Regions from separate parts of the Gossypium hirsutum genome. Here region 2 is linked to region 1. Evidence: chromatin contacts called from public Hi-C data. All regions are on one chromosome and are shown on one strand. The core of a region is the stretch at or near the end of the contact, and the rest is flanking DNA. Distances in the headings are between cores, read along the strand shown.

What was found. Hi-C and Micro-C count contacts between places; a contact is called where the count stands out from the background.
Region 2: a contact with region 1 is called in a Hi-C map of leaf, with 2.5 times the contacts expected there. The contact joins the promoter of LOC107895143 here to the promoter of LOC107895146 in region 1. A contact is called at or near these places in 4 of 34 Hi-C or Micro-C datasets (leaf and petal).

The regions. Positions count from the first base shown.
Region 1 is chrA13:90,046,992-90,051,022 of Gossypium_hirsutum_v2.1, forward strand. LOC107895146 reads right to left here and starts at 1,301. Exons shown (of 13, transcript XM_016820390.2): 1 at 1,125-1,301. It overlaps LOC107895148 (a long non-coding RNA gene), which reads left to right. Exons shown (of 3, transcript XR_001683428.2): 3 at 1-468.
Region 2 is chrA13:90,190,818-90,194,635 of Gossypium_hirsutum_v2.1, forward strand. It overlaps LOC107895143 (40S ribosomal protein S19-3), which reads left to right and starts at 2,510. Exons shown (of 4, transcript XM_016820382.2): 1 at 2,510-2,712; 2 at 2,825-2,915; 3 at 3,002-3,185. The coding sequence starts at 2,629.

The sequences.
Region 1 (4,031 bases), core at 51-2,550:
AAAACACTAAGGAGCAGTCTACCATTAGGAGAAACGAAAGCAAAAGCAAAGTGTACGAGGCAATTAGCGATTGGAATTACCTAAGCGCTGAAAAAAGAACATTTTGTATGAATTTTGAACAAGACAAAGGATCAAAGAAACACTCAATGAAATATTCTTTATCCAGACAAAACCAGGAGAAATCATTGTTCTCTTTCCACTTCCCTTCTTCCCTAAAACAAATGGATGGAATTTTAACCTATACTCAGAACCATAGACGCTCACCCCCAAAAATGAAGATTCCCAAGATTCTAAACAAAAAAAATCTAAAGATTTATTGGTATCAACAAATTCCAATGAAACAAATAATATGGGAAATACACCATACATGGTCAATTCAAATATTGACGTTAAAATGCCGAAACACAAAAAGATGAAAAAAAAACCCCATAAATCAGATACATATATATATAGACATACATGCAAGGAAAAATAAGAAAGAGCGCGAAGAGAAAAGAAATACCAGCTTAACACAAGGAAATATGAAATAGTAATAATACCATAAACAGAAGAGAAGAAAATGAGAAGGAAGAAAGGAATATAATGGAGAAATGGGTAACTAGAGATTTTAGAAAAGAAGGAAAGATGAGTGAAATGCCATTGATACCGGCATTGGCTTCTGTAATTTTCAAAAAAATATATATATTGGCCAAGTGGATTCATTAGCAAAGCACGACACTTGGCATTTGCAAATTGGAACGCTCTGTGTCTCTCTCTTCTGCCTACCAATACGAATGAATGAATACCCGCCTCTTTTCTTCAATTAGTCTCCTTGTCGTTAATAGATACAACTGTTCGGGCGTCAAGTTATCCCTTTATTTCGTTACCTTCTGTTGGTATTGGCATGTATTTGAAAAAGCATATTCTATCACAAAAAAAAAAAGAGAGAAAAAAGCATATTCCCTGTTATTTATTAATTATTAACTGGTTTATTAATCTAAAAAATATTTTTTTTAAAAATAATAAAGATATATAAATATTAATAAAAATAAACTTTTATAATTTTTAAGAAGTAATTTTTGGTCAAAGATAATCAGAGCCTCAACCTTGATAGATCTATATTGTTAATATTGTTATATCTATACCTTTTAAGCCCACCAACGGTAATCCAACAAGCTCACCTCTCGACCCTACGGCCTCACCGGACCTCACCAAACCCCATTCGAGCGAAGACCAACAGCAAAGACTAGATCCTATCGACCAAGACCTTGGAACTCCTACTTTGCCAGCCCACAATAAGGTGAGCACATGTCGAGAGACCACACTCTTAACAAAGGGGACTGTTTAACATTTTTGCTGTATGCTTACTTATTATGCTAAAGGGCAGCCTACACTTAAGGGAGAGGAAAAGCATTAGGTCACCTAAACCTAGATAATACAAAACCATTAACCAAAAGACACGTGTAATATTAGGAAATGGCTGACAACACCTCTTATAAATGTTTGTTGGAAAATTAGGTTCGAAAAATGCATCGAAAAATAGATGTAAGGGAAAAACAAAGTTTTAATTTTTTTTCAAAAAATAAAAGCTTTGGCTGTGTTATCTAAAGTAATAAACATTTAATCAGAATCGTACATTTATGATTTGTCTAGGATGAACGTTTCAACCAAGTAGTCTTTTTTACAATCCTCAAGTTCACATTTCCTGAGTGTGGGCTTGCTTCAAATAAAAAAATTCACAAAAATTACCAGAGTAGTAAGTTCTTAATTTATCTAAACTCTTGAGTCAAGTTGTAAATAATAAGAATATCTTTAGAAATTTTTTGAAATAATTTCTTTAGAGAATTTTCTCTTTTCAACTTTTCTTGAAAGTGTATGAGAATGATGATCCATGCTCTCTTTATATAAGAAGAATTTAGAGAGAATTTAACTAGAATTAGAATTAATCATATTAATATTAAATTAATAAAATATTATCAAATAAATATTAAATTTAATTTAATATCTAGATAAATTTTAAATTAAATTAAATATTAAAAAATATTATTTTTGGAAAAGTTAATTTGAAATTAAGTTATCTGGTAGAGCCGCACTAGGAGTATAATTTTTTTATTACTCTACTGTAAAAAAACCATCACTGATGACCATCTATCAGCCATTGGATCACCGCTGTCTTAGTTGCCATGCCCGGCAATGCCATTGTCAGCGCCACTTCTCCTTAGCACCTCGAACCATCACTGTTTGGCCCGAATAGGCCTAATCGATTCATTCCGGGCTAGTGATGGCATGACTGGTCCTGTTCAGCCACCGGTTGGACTGTTGGTCCAATTTCATACATAGGGCATGGTTCACCAATTTTTGGATTTTAGTCTCGAGTTTTGGTTCTTAGGTTCAATTTTTCATCTCCGGTCCAATTTTCATGATCAATTATCCATTAGGCCAAATGTCTGACTTGAGAATTAATTTTCAAAAAATCATATTTATTTTAATTAAGTTAATTTTACTTGATCAAAATTAATTATCCCAAAAATCATTGAGACTTTTCAAATTAATTTTTCAAGAAAATTCTTTAATCAAATTCTCTAATTGATTCACACAATCACCTAATTTAATTTCACATCGAATAAATCAACTCAACTGAAGTATTTCCAAAGTCGTATAATTTTCTTCTAATTCAAATGCAAGTCTGATCGAGCTTTTGTTGAGCTAGTGGAGGGACCAATTGAACAAATACAATTAGGCTCGAGTAATTGCAATTATGCCTAGAAGTATCATTCTGATAATTCACAATTTACTTAATTATAGAGTTAGTCCACAAGAAGTACTATGATTGAAAACTCCTTATTGTGTACTCTTTACAAAAGCAATTCATTCAACTGTTTTGCCTAATGACCTCGTCATGTGTGTGTTACCCTCATATGATATCCTTGATTCTTTTGAGTTAAATTCATTCACTTAATACAATCCTATTTTATCTCATTATCATCATTGTATCTTCTTAATAATTAGTATGATCATTGTCAACTAATGACTATGATAAATTGCTTGTTCGAGAATAAGCAACCTGTGGCCACGTTTCATATTTCTCAATCCACAAAAAGTCAATTAAAAGGATATTGTTAACTCTTTAATTGAACTATAAATTCCATTGTTGCTAGTAAAGCCATTCAATACCCAAGTCATGTACCTAACATATCGGCTATCAACTCGATCATCTTTAGAGCATAAGCCTCCATTTATATCAAAGCACATGAGTTACATACGCATGGTCAATAGCTAACTTAGGATTTAGGTAAGTCACACCATGAACGTCACAAATGACTTAATTCACAAATGGATTTAGAATTAATTCAACTTGGATCCAGTCCAGTGTATCATTCTTTTAATAAGTACATCTATGTCTTTACCTGTGGAGTCAGTTGCTCCGATAACCAAGACTAGCCATTTTCATAATTGTAATTGTAGACGACATAATAATCCTTCTAAGTATTTGAATAACTTGCTCACTTTGATTTTTTTACGGGATTACGAACTTGTTTAGATTATCTACTGATGTAAGTTGTCTTTCTCACAATGTAAACATTCTTACAATGTCGCTTATCATCAGTTCGAATTTAGACAATCAATGAGCTAATATTTATTTGTCACAATTTCACTGTGTATGGAAAACATAAAAGACAAAAATACAACAGATATAATAGTGAAATATAAAATTAACTTTATTCATCGTTCAACTACATAGAAAATAATTACATATTTAGTACAATACAGGCATATTTCCCACAAGCCTCTAGGGCTAAAAAACTAGCCAAAACACTCACTATACTCTTTCTTTCTAGATTGATACTTTCTCTTTCTTCCTCTCTACCATTTATAGATCTCTGTCTATCAAGTGAACCGTCCTCAACCACTCTCTCTCCCACTTTGTATCAACAATTAGTGCAATGAGCATGGACTCACTCCCAGCCTTTAGAGTTAATGTTGATGGTGTATCCCAAAAACTATCCTAAAAACTTGAATTATTTTAATCCCCAATACTTCTCAAACTTCTA
Region 2 (3,818 bases), core at 1,260-3,759, 150 kb after region 1:
AATTCATTTTCAATAATGCCAATCAATTCCATTAACTTATATACATATGAGCATACATATAGAAATGACAAACCAATCCATTCAACATTGCAACATATTTAACCAATTCAATTTACTTGTCAATTACCTATTATAAAGTCATTTAACGTTTATTTTCAATTATGAATTTAACACCTATACCGTAACATTATGTCATCCAATTCCATGATCATTCAACACTAATAAACTATCTAATATATCATTTTAATCTCTTTCTAGAGTCTATCGACTCATTCATATTCGTTTCAGCCTTAGGGCTCATTTTCAAGTAATTCTCATAGCCAATTATATACTTTCTTTATTATGATACACTTATACACACAAGTGATTACATAGCATTATACCATTTCATTTCATTTCGATATCATTTATCAAGTTTACAATTTATAACCCCTATTAACCTGACCAGATTCAGACGGATACACGGATCGTCCAACCAACACATTAAACTGGCACTGAAGTGTATCACAAGATAAACCAAAGTAAGGGAAACTGGCACATATAGTGCATGTTGGCGCACGAAGCACATCCTAGCACAGAAAGTGCATCTTAGCATACGAATCACATTCTGGCACAAAAAGCACATAAACCTGTACACAATTCAATCCTATGGCATGCCAACTATATCCGACTCAACTTGAACAACTAATAGGGTATTAATGTTCCATTCACAATTACATTATCCGTTTGATATATAATTTCACATTCTATTTTCACAATTTCAATTCAATTCAATTCAACCTCAATACACATGTATCTTGCATCATGTAACATATTTCTATCCACTTTGCATATCTCATATCATATTCCAACTAATTCATGTTATTTTTTTTATTTTATTCAATTTAGTCTACTATCTCGATATTTAATATCAATCTTAACAAATTGATTCATACAATCATTATATACTCACCTTGATATTCAATCATGCAATTAACATGTTTATGCAAACAATAAATCGATCTTGAATTATAAAAGTATAAATCGAGATTTCGTGTCACTCGGCTTCAACTCTCTCTGATCCTTTCCCTCTCGACGGCTTGGTGCCGTCTTTAGATACGTACAATCATATAGCATATAAAAAATATAAATTTCCACCCAATTCACAATTGAATACAAATTCAAGCATAATTTACATTTTATTCAATTTAGTCCCTAAACTTAAGACAAGTATAACTTTCGATATAAAGCTTTGGGTTAAAATTCGATTTCACATTTACTCATCAGGGACCCTATACTTTCTATTCCTAACATAATTTCATAACATATTTTCATTTTATTCAATAAAGTTAACAATCAAGCTTGTTAAGCTTTATAATTTAGTCCTTTTCATAATGTAAACTTAATTTCTATCAATTTGAAATCTAATTCCTCAATTTCTTAACAATGGAAACTTATCAAAATTTCAAAAATTGAACAAATTGATACATGGGTTTGCTAAATCAAGCTCCCATGATTATAAATATATAAAAGTAAAAGAAAATGGCTTAAGGACTTACTTGCCAGAATTGGCCAAATGCTTAAGGCTTTTCTCTCGTGTTCTTTAATGGTGGACGGTAGAAATGGAGAAGATGATAACATTTCTCCACTAACTTTTAGTTTATATACTAGATTTAGTTTACACTTAAAATTAATTAATTAACTTAATCTTAATTAATTATACATTAATCTTCAAGTAGTTAATTCTAATGACATCCACCCTCATCATCCACTAATATTTAATTAAAATTAGTTTATTAACCATTTTAGTCCCCAGGATAATTGCTATCTAAGTCCCCAAGCCTTCTCCTAATTAAAACTTTATAGCGATTGAAATTTTACAATTTAGTTCATTTATGGACTCAATTTACGGAAACGAGTTTCAAAATCGCATTTTCCAACACCATTGGAAGCCGAGTAATTATACTTTATAAATTAGTTAGTATATTAAATAAAGCAACGAATAATAACATGACACCTCATCATTAAATAAAATAAAAAATAGTGAAGGACTTTTAAATAAATACTAATAACTTTATTTGAACATAATTAAATAATTATTAATTATAAATAAATGCTATAATCCTAACCCTAAATCCAGGACTCTAAACTCAAAATCTTATATCCTAAACCTTTAAACCCAAGATCTTAAATTCAAAATATATTAATATTTATTTATAATTAATTATTATTTAATTATGTTTAAATAAATTTATTAGTATTTATTTATAAGTACTCAACTATTTTTTTATTTTATTTAATGATGATGTGTCATACTATTATTTATCGATAATACATGAAATTTATGCACCAACAATAGTGCATCAAATATTATTCCTATTAAATAAGTACTAATATGAATCTAGGGTTGGTATTAGTTTCTTTTTATAATTATTTATTTCTACAATATTAAGGGCCTGGGGTTGGGAAAAATGAAAAAAGAAACTTTGCAAAAGGTTATATAGGTAATTTGGCGAACACAGCCAGAACTTGCCCAAACTTTAAACCCTAATTCGTGGTATATATAGTGTTTTCTTTCACTCCTAGAAGTCTGATGAAAATACATCTCGCAAGCCGCACACGGAGTGATAGTCGCAGCACGCGATAAAAATGGAGGCAGCCAGAACCGTTAAAGACGTTTCCCCACACGAGTTCGTCAAGGCTTATGCCGCCCATCTCAAGCGCTCCGGCAAGGTATTCTTCTTTTTTCTCAAGTCTTCACAAAATTTGATTTGTTAGAGATGCAAATTAGAACGTTTTCTTAGTATCTTAATGTGATTTTTTTTCCTTCACAATAAAAACACAGATTGAGCTTCCTCCATGGACTGATATTGTCAAGACCGGTAAACTGAAGGAGCTTCCACCCTATGACCCTGATTGGTACTATGTCAGAGCTGGTATTTACATTCGTCACCCTTACCAATTAACACTAATTAACCATTATGTAAATTTTTCATGAGCGATAAATTGTGTCCCTTTGTAGCTTCCATGGCTAGGAAAATATACTTGAGGGGAGTTCTTGGTGTTGGTGCCTTTAGGAGGATCTACGGAGGAGCTAAGAGAAATGGAAGTCGCCCACGCCATTTCTGCAAGAGCAGTGGATCTGTTGCTCGTCACATACTTCAGCAATTGCAGGATGTCAACATCATTGATATTGATCCTAAAGGGTGAGTTTTTATGTTCTATAATTGTTTTTCATTTATATTTTCGGGTTGTCATGGCATTAGTTATTTGGTATTGTTGAGAGATAGTTGGTTCCGCGGTCAATGGAAGTGACAACATATTGATAGCTATGCAAATTAACATATCTTCAATTGGGAGGAGAAATAACTTTTAAATCGTATCCTAAACACCTTAATCTCTCTTAAGTTTTAAGATCATAGCAATGTGTTAGGATATGATTCAAATGTTGGATTTCAGGTATTATATATCATGTATTAAGAAAATTAGAGAATGAAAACGAGAAGAAATAATCAAGGAAGTAAGAGGATTTTGAGACTTGTATAATACTTTCATTAAGGTCTTAATATGCCTCCAACATATTATTTCATACTGTAGACGACTTTTGCAAGACATTATGTGTCTTTACAACTCAATTGTTTTGTGCACATTTTGAGCTTGATCTTCTAGACAATGTGAGATGGATTACCTAAACCATGAACTACCAACATATATTTATACATGAATATGAGCTATGATTTTCTAAATATATGACCATATTAAAAATCAAGCATATACATGTAACATATATATATGCTTGTATCCAGTACCTTGGAAGTTTTGAGTAATAGATTAAATAA